5 separate regions of the Mus musculus genome follow, and regions 2, 3, 4 and 5 are each linked to region 1. The links are chromatin contacts, called in public promoter capture Hi-C maps. All regions are on one chromosome and are shown on one strand. Each heading gives the region's core, a stretch centred on a gene start, on an enhancer-like site or on the middle of the called end of the contact. The rest is flanking DNA. Distances are from core to core; before and after follow the strand shown. Region 1 holds the start of Alox5ap (arachidonate 5-lipoxygenase activating protein). Region 2 overlaps Gm15411 (a long non-coding RNA gene). Region 3 overlaps Katnal1 (katanin p60 subunit A-like 1). Region 4 has its middle 57 kb from the start of Gm36405. Region 5 has its middle 12 kb from the start of 4930505K14Rik.

Evidence for each region. Promoter capture Hi-C pulls out the DNA fragments that hold promoters and counts their contacts.
Region 2: a promoter capture Hi-C map of hematopoietic stem and progenitor cells shows a contact between it and region 1, with 6 times the contacts expected there. The contact joins the enhancer-like site here to the promoter of Alox5ap in region 1. A contact is called at or near these places in 7 of 39 promoter capture datasets (the C10 cell line, the HPC-7 cell line, cranial neural crest and 3 more), 1 of 15 datasets of contacts at CTCF or cohesin (the NIH/3T3 cell line), 1 of 484 Hi-C or Micro-C datasets (female germline stem cells), 4 of 115 datasets of contacts at active chromatin or transcription factors (craniofacial prominence, double positive thymocytes, embryonic stem cells and 1 more) and 4 of 9 other capture datasets (adipose tissue, embryonic stem cells, liver and 1 more).
Region 3: a contact with region 1 is called in a promoter capture Hi-C map of hippocampal neurons, with 2.2 times the contacts expected there. The contact joins the enhancer-like site here to the promoter of Alox5ap in region 1. A contact is called at or near these places in 11 of 39 promoter capture datasets (the 3T3-L1 cell line, 3T3-L1-derived adipocytes, the C10 cell line and 7 more), 1 of 15 datasets of contacts at CTCF or cohesin (large pre-B cells), 3 of 484 Hi-C or Micro-C datasets (B cells, the G1E-ER4 cell line and cumulus cells), 3 of 115 datasets of contacts at active chromatin or transcription factors (T-cell acute lymphoblastic leukemia, embryonic basal ganglia and large pre-B cells) and 2 of 9 other capture datasets (adipose tissue and pancreatic islet).
Region 4: a promoter capture Hi-C map of cranial neural crest shows a contact between it and region 1. The contact joins the enhancer-like site here to the promoter of Alox5ap in region 1. A contact is called at or near these places in 5 of 39 promoter capture datasets (3T3-L1-derived adipocytes, the C10 cell line, cranial neural crest and 1 more), 1 of 115 datasets of contacts at active chromatin or transcription factors (large pre-B cells) and 1 of 9 other capture datasets (liver).
Region 5: a contact with region 1 is called in a promoter capture Hi-C map of liver, with 3 times the contacts expected there. The contact joins the enhancer-like site here to the promoter of Alox5ap in region 1. A contact is called at or near these places in 12 of 39 promoter capture datasets (the 3T3-L1 cell line, 3T3-L1-derived adipocytes, the C10 cell line and 7 more), 1 of 15 datasets of contacts at CTCF or cohesin (large pre-B cells), 5 of 484 Hi-C or Micro-C datasets (B cells, the C2C12 cell line, the G1E-ER4 cell line and 2 more), 4 of 115 datasets of contacts at active chromatin or transcription factors (acute myeloid leukemia, bone marrow-derived macrophages, large pre-B cells and 1 more) and 2 of 9 other capture datasets (embryonic stem cells and liver).

The regions. Positions count from the first base shown.
Region 1 is chr5:149,263,537-149,266,925 of GRCm38.p6, forward strand. It overlaps Alox5ap (arachidonate 5-lipoxygenase activating protein), which reads left to right and starts at 1,468. Exons shown (of 5, transcript NM_009663.2): 1 at 1,468-1,646. The coding sequence starts at 1,577.
Region 2 is chr5:148,977,389-148,980,411 of GRCm38.p6, forward strand. All of the region lies in intron 4 of Gm15411 (a long non-coding RNA gene), which reads right to left. Among named protein-coding and RNA genes, the nearest start is that of 5930430L01Rik, 16 kb to the right of the region's middle. Within about 2 kb of position 1,288, at least 138 of the 459 cell types and tissues checked have an H3K27ac peak or open chromatin away from gene starts, as enhancers often do. A contact at or near this core is called in the HPC-7 cell line, adipose tissue, craniofacial prominence and 4 more, where this site is marked.
Region 3 is chr5:148,895,633-148,898,653 of GRCm38.p6, forward strand. All of the region lies in intron 4 of Katnal1 (katanin p60 subunit A-like 1), which reads right to left. Among named protein-coding and RNA genes, the nearest start is that of Katnal1, 32 kb to the right of the region's middle. Within about 2 kb of position 1,594, at least 112 of the 459 cell types and tissues checked have an H3K27ac peak or open chromatin away from gene starts, as enhancers often do. A contact at or near this core is called in B cells, the G1E-ER4 cell line, the HPC-7 cell line and 1 more, where this site is marked.
Region 4 is chr5:148,865,078-148,868,365 of GRCm38.p6, forward strand. No RefSeq gene overlaps it. Among named protein-coding and RNA genes, the nearest start is that of Gm36405, 57 kb to the left of the region's middle. Within about 2 kb of position 1,669, at least 64 of the 459 cell types and tissues checked have an H3K27ac peak or open chromatin away from gene starts, as enhancers often do.
Region 5 is chr5:148,787,936-148,791,406 of GRCm38.p6, forward strand. No RefSeq gene overlaps it. Among named protein-coding and RNA genes, the nearest start is that of 4930505K14Rik, 12 kb to the left of the region's middle. Within about 2 kb of position 1,511, at least 76 of the 459 cell types and tissues checked have an H3K27ac peak or open chromatin away from gene starts, as enhancers often do. A contact at or near this core is called in liver, nephron progenitors and pancreatic cancer cells, where this site is marked.

The DNA.
Region 1 (3,389 bases), core at 218-2,717:
GGGACTTAAACCCAGGGCCTCTGAAAGAACAGTCAGTGCTCTTAACTGCTGAGCCACCTCTCCAGCCTCCCTGTTTCTGACTTTTGATGTATTCTTTGGTTTAGTTTTAATCTTTAGCTGAAGTTTAACATTTATTTTATTGACTTTTTTTGTGCGTGCACGTGCGTGTATGCACATGTATGTGTCTGTGGAGGGCAGAGGCAAACCTTGGTTCTAGTTCCTCAAGTGCCATCCACTTTATCTCTTGAAGCAGGGTCTTTCCCTGCCTGGGACTCTCCATTAAGCTAGGGTGGCTGGCCAGTGAGCCTGAGGATGCTCCTGCCCCTCTTCCTGTAATATTGGGGTTACACACATTCTACCACACGTGGCTTCTTAGGTGATGTGGGGACTGAACTCAGGTCCTCAAGCTTGCATGGAAAACACTTTCCAATGAAGCTGTCTCCCAAGTCCCATAGTTTTATTTTATTGCAGGAAAGGAGCCACTGGTTGTCTTATCATTCATTCACTCCTTCTTTCCTTCACCCATCCATCCACTCACCTATCCATCCACTCACCCATCCATCCACTCATCCATCCATCCATTCACCCATCCATCTAATCACCCATCCATCCATTCATCCATCCATCCATTCATCCATTCACCCATTCACCCATCTATCCATTCACCCATCCATCCATTCACCCCAGCCTATGTGGCTGCTATTCTGCACTGTACAATGTGTCAAATGACATTTATTTACCAGGAGGAATTCAAAGAACCAAGGGCATACTCAGGACGCACGTCTTTTTGGTGCTGTATTCATTTTATTTCCTTTTCTTTTTCTTCTTTTTTTAAATCTCATTTTCCCTTTTCTTTATTTTTGCCAGTGTAAGAAGTGGTAGTGGCTCCGGGCTCCTCGTGCTGTGCAGGGTCCAGATTTCATGCTTATGCTCCTAGCGAGGCTGCCCATAGTAAGCAACATCAAAGAATACGCTGCACTTCCCTCTCCCTCTGACTCTGTGACTCCTGGAAGGTAACTCAAAACCACAGGTCCTGCAACTTTGTTGAATAACAATTAGAAGAGGAAGAATGAAAACTAAAGGCAGAAGAAGGAGGAGGAGCAAGGGTAGGAATGGGAGGAGCAAGAGGTGGAGGAGTAAGGGAAGGAAGGAGAGAAAGAGAAGAAAGGGGAAGGGAGATGAAAGAAGAAGGGGAGGGAAAAGGAGCAAGAGGAGAAGTAGGAGCAAAGTGAGGAGGTAGAGCAAGAGGAGGAGGGAAGGGGCAATAGGAGGAGGAGCAGGTGGAGGAGGGAGAGGAGCAAAAAAGGAGGGGGAGCAAGGGGAGAGGGTAGTGCAAGAGGAAGAGGGAAGGAGCAAGGGGAAAGGGAGGAGCAGGAAGAGGGGAGGAGCAGGAACAAAAGGAGGGGGAGGAAGAAGAGGGGGACAAGGGGAGGAGCAGGAGCACTGAGTGGCTGTGCTGGGGACCTTTGGAAACTGATGGTAAAAGGCAGAGCACAGCCTGGCACTTCCCCTTTCTGCGCAGGAAGGCTGAGGTGCTAGCACCAGCCTGGTTGTCTCTGGCGGGCCTGAAGCAAGCATGGATCAAGAGGCTGTGGGCAACGTTGTGCTCCTGGCCCTTGTCACCCTCATCAGCGTGGTCCAGAATGGTAAGGGCCCTTCCTCAGGGAGAGCAGGGGTGCTGGAAGCCAGGCACACACCATTCTGTGTGCACTATGCACACGTCTGTATTTATTGCTGTGTACGTGAGTGTGCAGGGGTGGGTCCTGTTCTGTGTGAGTTTGGGGTTTCCTTCTCTCACTTGAAGGATGATGTCAGGTGTGTTTGCAGAGGATGGAGAGCAACCTGAAGGGCTGGTGAGAAACTTGGCCCAAGTGTCTTGGTGGAGCAAGGGCATGAAGGGTGGAAGAGGAGGGCCAGCCTGGAGAGAGTGTGGGGGTCTGTGCTCCCTTGGACACCCGCCTGAATGAGCCAATTTGCAGCAGGACCCAGGTCGTCTGTCGTCTGTGTCAGGCAAGGGGTAGTCTTGCGAGCTATAAAGGAGAAAGTCTTTATCATCTTTTTACTTCTGTACTTAAATAAGTTCTTTTGAAGAAACATCAAAGAACAATGCGTAAGGCTATTTTTAGTTTTGTTTTGTTTTGTGGTCCTGGGGATAGAACTCAGGGCCCTGCATACCTTCTGTATATTCTCTACTACACATCTATGCCCCAGCCTTTTGGTGTACAGCTTTACACACACACACACACACACACACACACACACACACACACACACACACACACGTCTGTCTGTCTGTCTGTCTGTCTGTCTGTCTGTCTGTCTGTCAGTCAGTCAGTCATGTTCTATCCATCTATCTATCTCAACCTTCCTAGCCCTTTGACACAGTATCTCAGGTTGTGGTGACGCCCAAGCATAAATTATTTTTGTTGCTACTCCATAACTGTCATTTTGCTGCTGTTAAAGATTGTAATATAAATAAATACCTGTGCTTTCTAATGATCTGAGGTGAATTCTGTGAAAGGGTCATTTGACCCCCAAAGGGTTCATGATCCTCACGACTCACATCTATCTATTTACCTATCATCTATTTATATATAAGTCCTATCTATTATCTGTCTGTCTGTCTATGTATTTATCTATTATCTATCATCTGTCTGTCTGGGGAAATGTTCCTATTTCTTAGTATTGCCATTAAACACACACACACACACACACACACACACACACACACACTCTCACGCATGCACGCACGCACACACACACGCACGTCTGTTTTTCTATCTATCTATCTATCTATCTATCTATCTATCTATCTATCTATCTATCTATCATCTATCTATAGTTTAAGATAAATAATTAAGAGTTAAAGAACTAAGCAGGACACAGATCTGTGTAGGGCTGTCACCTTAAAGTTCTGCCTGGAATGTTTCAGGCTGACTTTTTTTTGGGTAAGGACACCAGTGGCTTTGTGTTTTCCAATTTATTAAGAAAAATTGGGGAGTCATTACTCAGGGCAGCATCCATGGCTTCCTGGTAATTTCTCACGACTCTGTACTGTTACACTTGGGATTTGGATACGCAGCCACCTTGGGATGCTATGGTGATCTTGACTGTGGAGATGCTAGGATTTCTTTGACTGGGCACAGAGCAAGGCTTCCCCTTTGGCCTCCCAAATCAGAGAGACCAGGTTTGGCACACCATAAGCATGTTTTTCTCTATGCAGCAACAGTGTGGAGTGCTCAGACCCAACCCTTTTCATGCTACATCACACTTAATCAGCTTGCAAGCCCGAGAGGGAACAAGTGGCTTCCTTAAGTCACCAGTTCCTCAAGCCACCGCTGTCTCTCTCATGCAGGGCTCTCTTGGCTCTGTGAACTGATGGTGGGATG
Region 2 (3,023 bases), core at 38-2,537, 290 kb before region 1:
GTGAATTCCAGTACAAGCAGAGCTGCATAGAGAGAACCTGTCTTGGCAAAAAGAAGAGGTGGAGGAGGAGGAGGAGGAGGAGGAGGAGGAGGAGGAGGAGCGGGAGAAGGAGAAGGAAGGAGAAGGAGGAGGAGGAGAAGAGAGAAAGGAAAAAAGGAAGGAAGGAAGGAAGGAAGGAAGGAAGGAAGGAAGGAAGGAAGGAGAAAGGTCGCAGGAGGGATGGGGCAAGATGGCACAGGGAAGGTCAGCAGAATTCCTCATCAGCACCTCACAAGCCCCTGACAAGAACCTGCTTAACAACAGGAAATAGAATCTGGCAGAGCAGGCAGCTCTAACTGTCTCTGTCTTACACGCCCTCCACCCCAAGGGCAGAGCTCAACCCAAATCCCCTCTCCTAGAAGCCAGGCTTCCCGAGGAACAGATGTTAGCAGAGCTCAGGAAATCCTCTTGTCATAAACCCCAGCCTTCCTGCAAGGCCACCCTCTTTGTGTCATCCAGGGGACTTTCAGACTGTAATCTGAGCGAGCCTCTGAATCCTAGCAGCCCCGTTGCCTGCTTTGTTCGTAGGAAATGGGTTTGAGTTAACTCAAAGATAGGAAGTGTCTCACACTTAAAAATAGCCCCTTCCATAATAATAAGCAAATACAAAATTCCACCAGTTAGGACCTGGCCCAGCTACTCTGTTAAGGGCAGTATTGCAGAGAGAGGCCTGGGGAAGCCTTAGTGTCGGCATGCACCTCTCTTGTGCTCTGAGTATATAACAGAGGTATTCTTGCAGAGAGGGTGGCTGCAGACAAGCAATGGCGCCATCAGCTAAAAAAGATCCCGTGGCAAGAAGCTTGTCAGTATGTGACAGTTTCCTGGGCCATGTGTTGTAACTGCCACGTTATGCCTCTATAGTTACAACCCTAGGAACCGTGGGAAACAACAGCTGCAACCCCTGGGGACGCCTCAAGAGGTAATCAATGCCCGGAAAAAAAAAAATACTTGGGCAGGAAAAGTTTTCCTTTATTTAGGTTCCATGGTGCCAAACAGCAGCGGGCTTAGGCAGGAATGTTACAGGCCGGTGCTTAGTGAGACTCTGGGACCTTTTAGCTCTAAAAGGTTATCAACTTACTGGGCTTGTCAAGCATAGACAGTCGGTTACAGGAGTCAACTTTCGGTTGTCATTGAAGTTCCTCTAAGCCTCTTGCTTTGCACCGAGCAAGCAAACAACCTCTAATCCCTCAGCTATGTAGTTCCAAGTACACCACAGAGCACTGAGCCACACACACGCCTTTGCCTCGTGTTCTGTGTGGTTGCAGGTTAACCAGGCCTTCAGTTCTCTGCAGTAATTCCTGCCCTCGTTGCACACCAAGCTCTGGACTGGCAGGTTCTGTTCTGACGTCCCTGTTTGGACATCGCTTATTCGTGAATGCCTGTTAGACCCGCCACACAGACAAGCCATCCGGGCTATTATTTTTAAAAGCGGGAGTGCATGGTTTTGTGTTTGGAGAGACTTCATGACACATTTGGGAATCCAGTATCAAAGTCTTTGCTTTCAGGAAGTGAGCATTGGAAGGTAGGCTGGCAGGGAAGATCACCATGCTGCAGCCCACAGCAGGCTGGCACGAACATCGCACCTGCTACCTGGAGCTTCTTTGAGACATCAGTCTTTGGTGTAAGATGCACAGGCTCGCAAGCCTAAACAAATGTGTGCTCTGCAGCCCAGTAATATAAAAGACACCCAAGTCGTCAGTCCCGATCTCCCCGAGCCCCCCTCTTCTTCCAATCCACTGATTTTCTAAAATGCATGGCTGTAGACTTTTAGTGCACTCGGGGTTCTTTATAATTAATTTCTACCTCAAAATTTAACATATATCTTATATAAATGATATCATTTATCATGTATATTATTCTGAGACTATGTGTAACCCAGGTTGGCTTTGAACTTGCTGCCCTCTTGTGTGCTAGGACTACAGGGATGGGCCTTTCCTTTCTCCTCTCCCTTCCCTTCTCCTCCCCCACCCCCATCTTTGCCTCTGTCTCTGTTTTTGTTTCTCAATTTCGCTCTGTCTCTCTATCACCTTTCCTTTCCTGTTCCCTCCCCTCCCCTCCCCTCTGTCTGTCTGTCTTCTGTCTGTCTGTCTCTCCTCTCCTCTCTCTCTGTGTGTGTGTGTGTGTGTGTGTGTGTGTCTATCTGTCTGTCTGTCTGTCTGTCTGTCTCTGTCCCTCTTTCTCTCACTGCTCCAGGGTCTCACTGTATAGCCCTCAACATCTCCAGCTGCTGGGACTGAAGTCTGTGATACCTTGCGTGGTAGAGATATTCTCCGTCAAATTCAGAAACTAGCTTCCTTTCAAGGTTACTCAAGTCAGAGAAAAGTTCTGCTGGAACGTTCTCATTTTCTATTTGTTTCTATAGATGCAGTAGTCATGGGGGCGACATACAGAGAGGTAAAGGAGCAATGACTGCTCAGAACTCTTTACTTTTATATATTTATTTTGGAGAGGGAGGGTGTTTCTGCTACAGCATGCATGTTGGGGGCTGAGGGGCAAGTTGCATGAATCACTCACTTCTCTCTACCATGTGGATTCCAGAAGTTGAACTCTGTTCAGTAGGCAAATGCTTTGACCCAACAAGCCATCTTACTGACTCCCGGGACGATTTAATTTATAAAATTATTTTAAATTTTGTATATGTGTGTCAGTCCCTGTGTTAGTCTGTGCTTGGAAATGCAGATCCCCTAGAGGTGGTTACCAGCAATTGTAAGCTGACTGACTTCGGTGCTGGGAACTGAACTCAGGTTCTCTACAAGAGCATCAAGTGCTCTAACCACTAAGCCAGCTTCCTAGCCCCAGAACAACTCGACAATACACTTCCCCCCCACCCCCCGTTCTCTTAATCTCGACTTCCCACAAAATACAACGCTAAATATTTCAGAAGCCTGAGGATTGTGCCTGGCATTGTGTCTGAATACTGACCACTTTCCTGGGGACAGGAAACTAGGACCCTTGTCCATCCAGTCTCCAGCAGGCTATCATAA
Region 3 (3,021 bases), core at 344-2,843, 370 kb before region 1:
ATGTGTAGAGCCACACCCCTTCAAGAGCATCAGCCCCTTTCTGTCTGATAGAAAAATGAAGGGCAAGGGGTCCAGTGAGGAGACAACAGACCATGATAGACTTCTCCAGTTTCACTTCTGAGGTAAACAAAGAAGCAGTCAGTACCAGAAGAGAACCAAATGGCTCCTGTGGCAAATGTCCTGATCATCTGAGCCTCCGAGCAAATGGCCAAACAGTGTGTTGGTGACCTCATCTTGAGGACCTGCTCACTTGGGCAGACTAGTGCTAGGGCTAGGTCAAGTGCTTAGTAATATCCTTGTAGCAAAAGTGGCAGGTATTAAAACTGACTCTATTAAAACAAGCTCCTAGCATAACAACACAACAAACAATACCAACCAACTTAAAACAAGTTCTGTCTCGGATCACATTTTACGACGTGGCTAGGCCATGGCTATGAGTCACTCGCAAGTCAAACCCTGGGAACACTATGACCATTCTCCAGTATGCTCGAAACGAGGTAGTGAGAGCATCAACAGGGGCCGACTTTGTGATTTCAGATTTGCCACATGGAAAGTGAAGTTCAAATCTCACTTTCACACAAATGCCCTCAGAACAGGGAGGCGAGGCTGGCTCGATACACACCAAGAGGAAGGAAAAGCCCCATCTCTGACTCAAAGAAATGGGAATCGTGGGACTGTCCAAAGGCAGATGTGAGCAGGTATCAGACAGCTCATCGGATTGCTAGCACGGTTTCCAGGCAGGGTGAGGATGCACTGTGGCCCTCTCTAAGCACCTATCCAGCCCCCCGTGGGAAAGCCGAGCTGTTGACGTGACTGAGGACAGGATGGAGAAACGGGCAGCATCCGATCTGACCTGCACTTCAGACAACCCTGGTGGCTACTGCTGGAAAGGATGATGGGAAGGAGGAGGAATCTAACAAGTAAAACCCTTTCCTGCACAGAGAAGTCGGTGCGAGCCTCTGAACGACCTGGCCAGTCAAAGCAAGATGGTGAAGGGAGAACTCTGAGGCTACAGCAGAATCACCGTGAAAGTGGGCGAGTAGTGTCATTATCACAAACATAAAATAGGGCGGGGAGAGCTGATACATACGCCGTGTGCCTGAGCAGAAGTAGTCCATTAGCTGCACTACTTTAATAAACAGACAGCTTTCAAGCAATGAAGCTGACATCTGGGACATGGGGTCTTCTACAGAACACTAGACTGGAACATCACAGAGTGACCTCAGAACTCTTTCCTTAGATTTGCGCACGAAGCACTAAGGTCAGAATTAGCAACCATTTGACAGTGTGAAGGCTGATAGACACTTTTCTTTTCCCTAAAGCAAAATAGTTAGCTTCTTTGTACTAATTTCTAAATTATTCAAATCAAGACAACTTCCGTAAGGATCTTTTGTGAGTCGTGCCTCTTATTCTATGTGAAGAAAATGAGGCTCTAAGTGACAAAGCAAATATTTATAGCTTGCAGTCAGTGACTGACACAGCCTGTCCCCAAATGCAAATAGCATGCGCATCTTCCTTTGCAGCTCCTCTCACTGTGGGACTGAGTGATTAAGACACAGACAGCTACTGCTCTGTGCCGTGCATTTTACAGACACATTGTTCAATGACCAGCTGAGAAATGGCTCGCACATCACACCACGTGGAGGAGGATTCCGGGAAATGTGGGCCACGAAAGCCAATGAGCTACTACTGGAACCACCACCCTTGGCTGCTGTTACTGCGGAGGCCGATAGGAAGCAACAGAAGAGGCGGGTTTCAGATCAACATAGGATTTTTCTGACAGCGTGTCCTGTTTGACAAAGATACTGCCTTTCTAGTCAGGCAGTGAACTACATACAGTCACCCGAACATCTCCGAGCTGTAGACGGCCTGTGGCTCTTTCTATAAAGCTGTTGCTTCTCCCATGTCCAACTTACCCTCTGCTGCCTGGACTCAGTAGATAAAAACAAATGCAAAATTTCTTAGACGTATCATTTCTTTCTTTCCTCCCTTCCCTGCCTCCCTCCCTCCCTCCCTTCCTTCCTCTTTTTCTTGGTGTCAAGATTAATTACATCCATGGTTGGGTAAGCACTCTTATCAAAGAACTACATTCTCAGCCTCAATATATCAATTATACATATTTAATTGTTTTTGTTTTTAAATGTGTCTGTGTGTGTGTGTGTGTGTGTGTGTGTGTGTGTGTGTGTGTGTGTAAGCCAGGGACATGAGATCCTCCTGGAGCAGGAGTCACAGGATTGTGAATTACCTGACCAAACTCAGGTCCTCTAGGAGAGCAACAAGTGCTCTTAACCATTGAGCCATCTCTCCAGCTCCAATATCTCTTCTGTAAACTGCTAATTCTGTATAATCTTTTTCATGCCTCTGTTTGTCTCCCACTGTCAGGTCAGTCTAGCAGCTGACATCCACAATGCTCACGGTGTTGGTGCCCTGGGAACCTAGCACATATCAGCACATTCAAGAAGCGAGGAAACTGGCAAACCAAGTCAGCCGCCCGTCCAAGCGGCAACAGCGGCCTAGGCACTCTAGCTGTGGGCCTGGGCTTGCAGCCAGTTTGTTCACAGGGCACACTGCTGCACATGGGGGCTGCTTCCACCCCACAGCAGAAACAAACACAGGAAACGTTAGACAAGGACGCCAGCCTGCAGCCCACCGGAGCCCTACTGCCCCACAAAGTAACGCAGGCAGACAATGCAGAGCACACTTACTGACGTGGGTGCAGCGCCCTACACTGCCCAATCAGGATACAAGGATTGTAGCAACAGATCCACAGCAAGCTCTGTGCTCACCAATATGCACACTCTTCCCACAATAGTCATGAGCAGGTTTAGTGTGCCAGGCTCTGTTCTAGGCACAGAATACAGCAATGAAGCAAAAAGACTGAGACCTCAGTGCTCATGAGGTTTAGGAGGAATAAATGAAATATGGTTGCTAAGACTTCACATTCAATCTTCCCATTTATAAAACACCACATTTAAACAGAGATCACAAACCCTTGGAAACTTGACAACCTTGAAACTGAGA
Region 4 (3,288 bases), core at 419-2,918, 400 kb before region 1:
CCATTAACTGGTTTAATCAGAGCTAAACAGAAAGCTGGTCTCAAAACCCCACTGCTAGGCAATGGGGGAACCTGCTGAACTTAAATCTCCAGTGGAGACTATTTCTGAAATACAGATGAGAACAATTATTGTGACTTCACAATAAATTATTGATTTGGTTGAGAGTTATAGCTTATAAAAAGTTTCGGGGAAAGTTGAGAATTGCAATCTGAAAGTCACCAATCTAAAGCTCTGGAGAATAGACTTGATGCTCTCTCTAGATTGTGGACCACTTTGGATTTCAAGAGTTTTCGACTGGGTGTGCTCAATCGGTAAAATCTGTGTAAACGCCCCCCAAATGCAAAGAACTCCAAAGAACTCCACAGTCTGCATCACCTTTGGATAAGGGGGGACACAACCTACTCAGGGAAAACTAAGCGAACCCATCAGAAATCATTTCTCATTTCTTTACAAGGCAGGGTCTCAGGCACCCTGGCCGCAAACTTGTTTGTAGCTCAGGATGATCCTCCTGCCTCCTCTACCTTCTGAGCCCTGGGATCATAGGCCTGTTTTTCTTGTAGTACTACAGAATTCAATCAGAGCTTCACACGTGGCAGGCAAGCGCTATACCAACTGTGCTGTGGCTCCAGCCCCTGCCTGCTGAATTAAAATGAGCGTCTTTTCTGGTATACCTGAATGCATGATGAAGAATATAACTCCAGTGTGCATGACGGGTAACTAGTTTAGGGTACATGTGTGAATAGGCTGCCTCCACTGAGTGTGAGAGGCAGTGACCGCTCCCCTTCAAAGGCACATTTTGCAAGTCCTTTGCTGGTATCTGCTTGGAAAATCAGAGAGGGAAGCCAATTCTCACCGTGAAATCAGACTAATTTATTATCCTCAATCCGGAGCTAGCTTAGACTTCAAGCTCTGTTAGCTTAAACCAAGCTAAAATACGTTATCCACATCTATCCAGGGAGAATAAGTTAAGATTGGGGGGAAGGCTTTTAAAGGCTAACAGACTTCATGAGAGGGTTCTTACGACTTCGTAGAAAACAAACCGCTCTTAAAAAACAACTTTGATGAGTTAAATGCAAAATGAATGGGAAACATATGGGTTATATTTCCCTTAAGATGCGCGAGGGTTTAAACACTCGAGGGAATGTGTTTGCAAAGTGTGTCTAAGGAGTGTTACAAAATAGATTTCAAAATGCTTGAAAAATAGCCTGCGGTAGCTAACCAACCTCAGATGGGTCATGATAGTTCAGCCGCCCCTAACTGCATATTAATCGCAAGCACTGCTGTCCGAGATTTATATTATGGAAGGGAAGTCATATTGTGGTTAGTGATTTGTTTAAGAAATTACTGAAGAAGTGCTAACTAAAAGACATCTGGAGTAGTCGGCGTGAAACTGGGCTGTGGAGTAGAACCTCAATGGTGCCCAGTAGCTGAGGACAGACATACATGCAGCCAGGAGAATGGGGCTGAGACCCCGAGCGTGCAACTCTTGGAGAGCTGGACCACTTATGGGAGGCTCTAGATGCATTTCTCTGAAGCGTTCAGGATGCTTAGTTCATCCCAGAAAGCCTTGCGCTGAAAAACAAGACCTGTGCACACGCCCTCTACAGCAGGGGCAGCGGCAGCAGGGTTTACATCTCATGACACTGGAGCGCCTGACTGCCCACCCCCATCGCTAACATAAAAAGCAACAGGATGTGCTATGACACTCTCTAAAAATGTCCTGGTAAACATGCCCTGCCCGGAAGGGAAGGTGAGTGGTTAAAAACCTCAGAAGGCAGAGCAAATCTGGCGAGTAACTTTTGTGTATGCTTAGCTTTGCTCGGAGTAATCTGGGGTCTAACCGGTGCTGGGCTAGATTATGATCCTGCATAAACCAGGTCACTCTACAGCCTGCCTCCTCTCCTGCAGAAGGCCGAGTAGGAGTCCAAAGACAATAAATGTATCTCAATTATACTTGGCACCGCAAATGTTATCTTCAGTTCTTGCAGGCCAGTGTCTTGTATTTCTTAACTATTGACAACTTGAATTAATCAGCTCCGCACCCCGAATCCGGCAACTAGAGACCACTACCCCCAGCCTACTGACAGAGCACAGTCAAAACAAAGGTCTAGTAAATACACTGTGTAAGATTACTTTCATCTATAACATTTATAACAGACATACAAAACATAGACTTTGGTCCTAGACTCAAGATATATACAACTATTCCCAAGTCCCAAAGTGGCCAGACTCTTAAGCACTTCCGGTCGCCAGCATGTTGAATAAGGAATACTCAGGCTGTGCATATAATAAACATTTTCCTCTCTGACTTGCTGACTTGCTTTCGCTGCGCAGTGAGATACGCACATGTGTTTGGTTCCTAGATAAGAAGATCATTGAAAATCGCCAGTCAACTCTTCACCTCAAAGACAGCTGTTTGGACAAACATCATTGACTCCTGATTTTCAGCTCTGGGTAATGGCGAGTTGGGAGAGGTAAGGTTAGGAAAGAGGCCATACAGGGGACAAAAATTGCTTCCTTTCCCACCGGTTTGTGGGGCAGAAGGAGAACCAGCCAGGTGGGACAGGGAAACCCCATTCCTCTGTTTGTTAGGAAGGAGGTAGAAGATGGGGGGGGGGGCAGAAGGACCCTGCAACACTCACAGCATTCTCAGTTTCTCGGGAGTGGGGGGATGCCCAGCAATGAACTCTGCTCTGCCCGGTCCAAGCCACAACTTCAAGCTGCACTGATCCTGGGCCCTCAACAAAGCAGAAAGGACTGGTGGACAGAGGGAGAGAACTTGGCCCATCCTGCCCTCTTCTAGTTTGGTGCCACTTTTACCCGTGTCTTTTCTCATCTACACTTCAGGAGGGTAAAACCGCACTTGCAGTCACAGGAAGTGAGAAAAGTGGGGCCACAGAACTGTTTCCAGGCTCCTTCCAAGCTGCAAATAACAATGGCCCAGCTGGGTGGCAATGTAGCTGTGTGCAAATCTCAGCTTCACGCCTGGTCTCCCAGAGCACTTCTGGGATTTACGTGCCTTAGTTTCTCTTTTGTGGTTTTAATAAGAAAACTCTGCCAAGAGCCACATAAGGGAGAACGGTTTATTCCAGCCTACAACTTAAAAGTCAGTCCATCGTGGTAGGGCAGTCATAGTAGTCGGGGGCTTCAAAGCATCTGGTCACGTGGCTGGTCACGTGGTATCCATAGTCAGGAAGCATGGAGGGACGCATGCGTGCTAGTGTCCCACTCACTTTAACACAGTCCCGCATCTCTGCACAGGGACTGGTCCAGTCCACAGTTAAGATA
Region 5 (3,471 bases), core at 261-2,760, 480 kb before region 1:
GCCATGTGGTCCCCTCTTAGATGACGGCTGCCATTGGCAAACACTGCCCAGTGACCACAGTGACATCTTACAACAGTTGCAGCTCTTATTTGTATTTATTTTTTTGAACACCGTGACACAGACACGAGGCCCAGAGTGGTGCTTTTGTAAGTCTCCTGTCCTTTCCCATAGAGCGCCACCATAGCCCAGCCTCTCTGTCCTCTTCCTGAACCAAGAAGCATCCGGCTAGAGGGGCAAGACTGGGGAAGGTGACGTAAGACAAGATGCAAAGCCTTCTGGGACAGGCAGGTGCGGCCCGAAGCACTTGAGTCTCATTTCCCTCCAAAGTTACTGTTTCATACTACACTTGTGTTAATCCATGGTACTTTGCCTCAGAGAGACCATGTGTCTGCATAGGGAACCCCAGCTTCGAACTGCGGGCTACACATGCATGCTCCGCGTGGGAAAGCAGAATGCTAGAATGGCTGAGGGTTCCCATGGACACTTCGTCAATGAAACCTCTCGGGCAGTGTAAGGCCACAAGCCCTACCACCACTATCAGAAACACTGTGTATCAACCCGGAAACACACCCTTTCCCACACACATGGAGCTAGCCCAACTCTCTTCAGACACACCATGGTTACCGTGTTTGCAACCCTCCCCTGCCTCTATTCAATTTTCACTGGGGCCACTGTGTATGGGCAAATCTCTGGACGACTCTGTTACGTCATCATCCATTGGGTGCCGGGACTCGAACGCAGAACCATGAGCACACGCTCAGCATGAGTTGCACACTCCACACTCTTCACTGCCGTCACCACAGTTCCCTTTAAATGGAAGAGCTAGCCTTCAGCGGAGGCCAGGTCCCCTCCCGTTAGCCTGCCCACCCCACAGCTCCTTCCTTGGCTGCTTTTCTGGGTCAAAGCTTAGGCGCTGATACAGAGCAAAGCAACCTCCAGAGAGACAAGGCTGGCAAGGTGCTGTGATGTGAGACTCCCTCCTCCGCAGCAGAGGACTGACCCATAACCGTAACCGGACTGCCTCTTCCTCCCAGCCAACTTCTCCAACCTGGCCTCCAATAGCAATCTAATCAACAATCCAAACTCAATTCCAGAAGTGTCAAACTAAGACCCCCCACACACAAGAATCAATTAACATAAGGCAAGGCAGGGCAACCCCCATGCCCCAGCTCTCCCTCCTGTCTCCTTAAAACTTCAACAAACCCCTCCTCCCCCACCTCCCCCCATCCCAGCCTGCAATAGTACCAAAAGCAGATTGTGAGCCGGGAACCCCTGACACTGAGGCTGGAAGCTGTAATTACCCAGTGTATAATTTGGTTGCTAAATGGATTGTTTACAAAGGTGTGCATGATGAAATCACAGGCCTGACAGAAATGAGGCGGGCTGGAAGGGAGGAAGGGAGGGAAGGAGGGAGGGAGGGAGGCAATCATTAATGTTCCCCCTCCCTCCAGGCTGCCACCTGCCAACTGTGGCTGCTACCACCACTAGCTCCCTGACCTCACTGAGTCACCAGGGCCTCGTGTTCCATGACGTGGGGAAATACCTGGCCTCGCTCCCTCCCTCAGGTTCCATCTGGTAATGATTCCCCGGGAAGGCAGGCTTACCTCAGCATAGCAAGCTGACAAATGGAGTTCAGTTGTTACAGGCCCCTAGGGTTAGCCCAGGAGGAAAATGAGCCCAGCGGAAGCCCTGGAAGACCCGTGGGCCAGAAGAGGAGATCGAGGTCCCAGGGCTAATTCCACCTTCCATGACTAGGGAGCTGCCCTGGAAATCGAGCTGCCTCATGCTCTTTCCTCTGTGGGAATAATAAAAAACAGGGCCCCACCAGAGTACCGAGCATAAAGGAATGGGAAGAGGGTCAGCCATCCTCAGTAGAGTCCCCAGGATGTCAGCTCAGACTTCCCGAGGTAAGAGACATGACTGCTCAAAAGCAAGATGACATTTGAGTCTGGAGAAGATGGCTCAGCGGTTAAGAGCACTGACTGCTCTTCCAGAAGAGCACCCACATGGTGGCTCACAGCCACTGTAATTCCAGTTCCAGGAGGTCTAAGGCCCTCCCCTGGCCTCCACAGGCATTGCATGCACACATACAGTGCATAGACATGTGTGTGCAGGCAAAGCACCCGTCTACATAAGATAAGAAGTTTTTTTTTTTTTCAAGGTAACATTTGCTAGGACCGAGGAATGGTGGCCCACATGGGAACCGGGGGAAAGATGTAGTTGCAAACTGAACAGTGAGCTAACTGCAAAAAGGTGGAGAGGTCAGATAGTATCAAAACCAAGCCAAATGTCATTTTAGAACAACGAAAAGAAATGATCATAATCTATATACACTTATATTAGGGGGCTATAAGGATAAAGAGCCAAGAAATCACAAATAAATGAACATGTCAGGCATCTTCATTAGGGTTTTGTTACTATGAAGAGAGAGAGACCATGACTTTTGTAAGGGACACCATTTGATTGAGGCTGGCTTACAGGTTCAGAGGTTCAGTACATTATCATCAAGGCAGGAACATGGCAGCATCCAGGCAGGCATGGTGCAGGCGGAGCTGAGAGTTCTACATCTTGTTCTAAGGACAAGCAGCAGACGACTCCCTTCCGGGCAGCTAGGAGGGGGATCTCCAAGTTCACCCCCACACAGTGACACACTTCCTCCAACGAGGCCACACCTCCTAATAGTGCCACTCCCTGGGCCAATGACCCACCACAGTAAATGACCGAGTGTGGTGGGGCTCGCCTTCAGTCCCAGCACTCTGGAGGCAGAGGCAGGGGTCTCCATGAGTTCAAGGCCAGCCTGAGCTATATATTGAGTTCCAGGCTATCTGGGGCTACATAGTGAGACCTTGTCTCAATGGGCAACCAAAAGGAAGAGGAAGAGGCAGCAGTGGCAGCAGCAGCGGCATCAAAGGAGGAGGAGGAGGAGGAGGAGGAAGAAGAAGAAGAAGAAGAAGAGGAGGAGGAGGAGGAAGAGGAAGAGGAAAAGGAGAAAAAAAAAAGCAAAGAACGTAACAAGAAATGGTCCTGCTTGCCCTAAGAAACGGGGAAACTAGACTTTCCTCTATTGCTTAAACACAGAAGCTGCTCTCAGGATTGCATCGAGCTATTCCAATACAGGAACATCTCCAAGTGTGTCACAAAGTAAGTCACCTACAATATTGCCAGACGACAGGAATGTCTCACTGTAACCTTCAAGGACCCACAGTTAAGTCCACCAGTGATCAGAATCAACGCAATGCACACGACTATAGTGAAGAAGGGAGGACTAGAACATCCTAAGGGAGCACTCTACACTCACGGAGAGAGATGTCTGGTCCTTGAAGAGCTTTTTGGTATCCTTGGGAACTCTAGCCAAGTGGTGCTGGTTTCTGTCTGACCCAGTCTTTCTGGGCCTTGCTAGCTAAGCACCAGGATAGCACAAATCAACCAAAGGCTGCTGTCTGGGCTGTTTTGAGAAACTTCCCTCTGCAG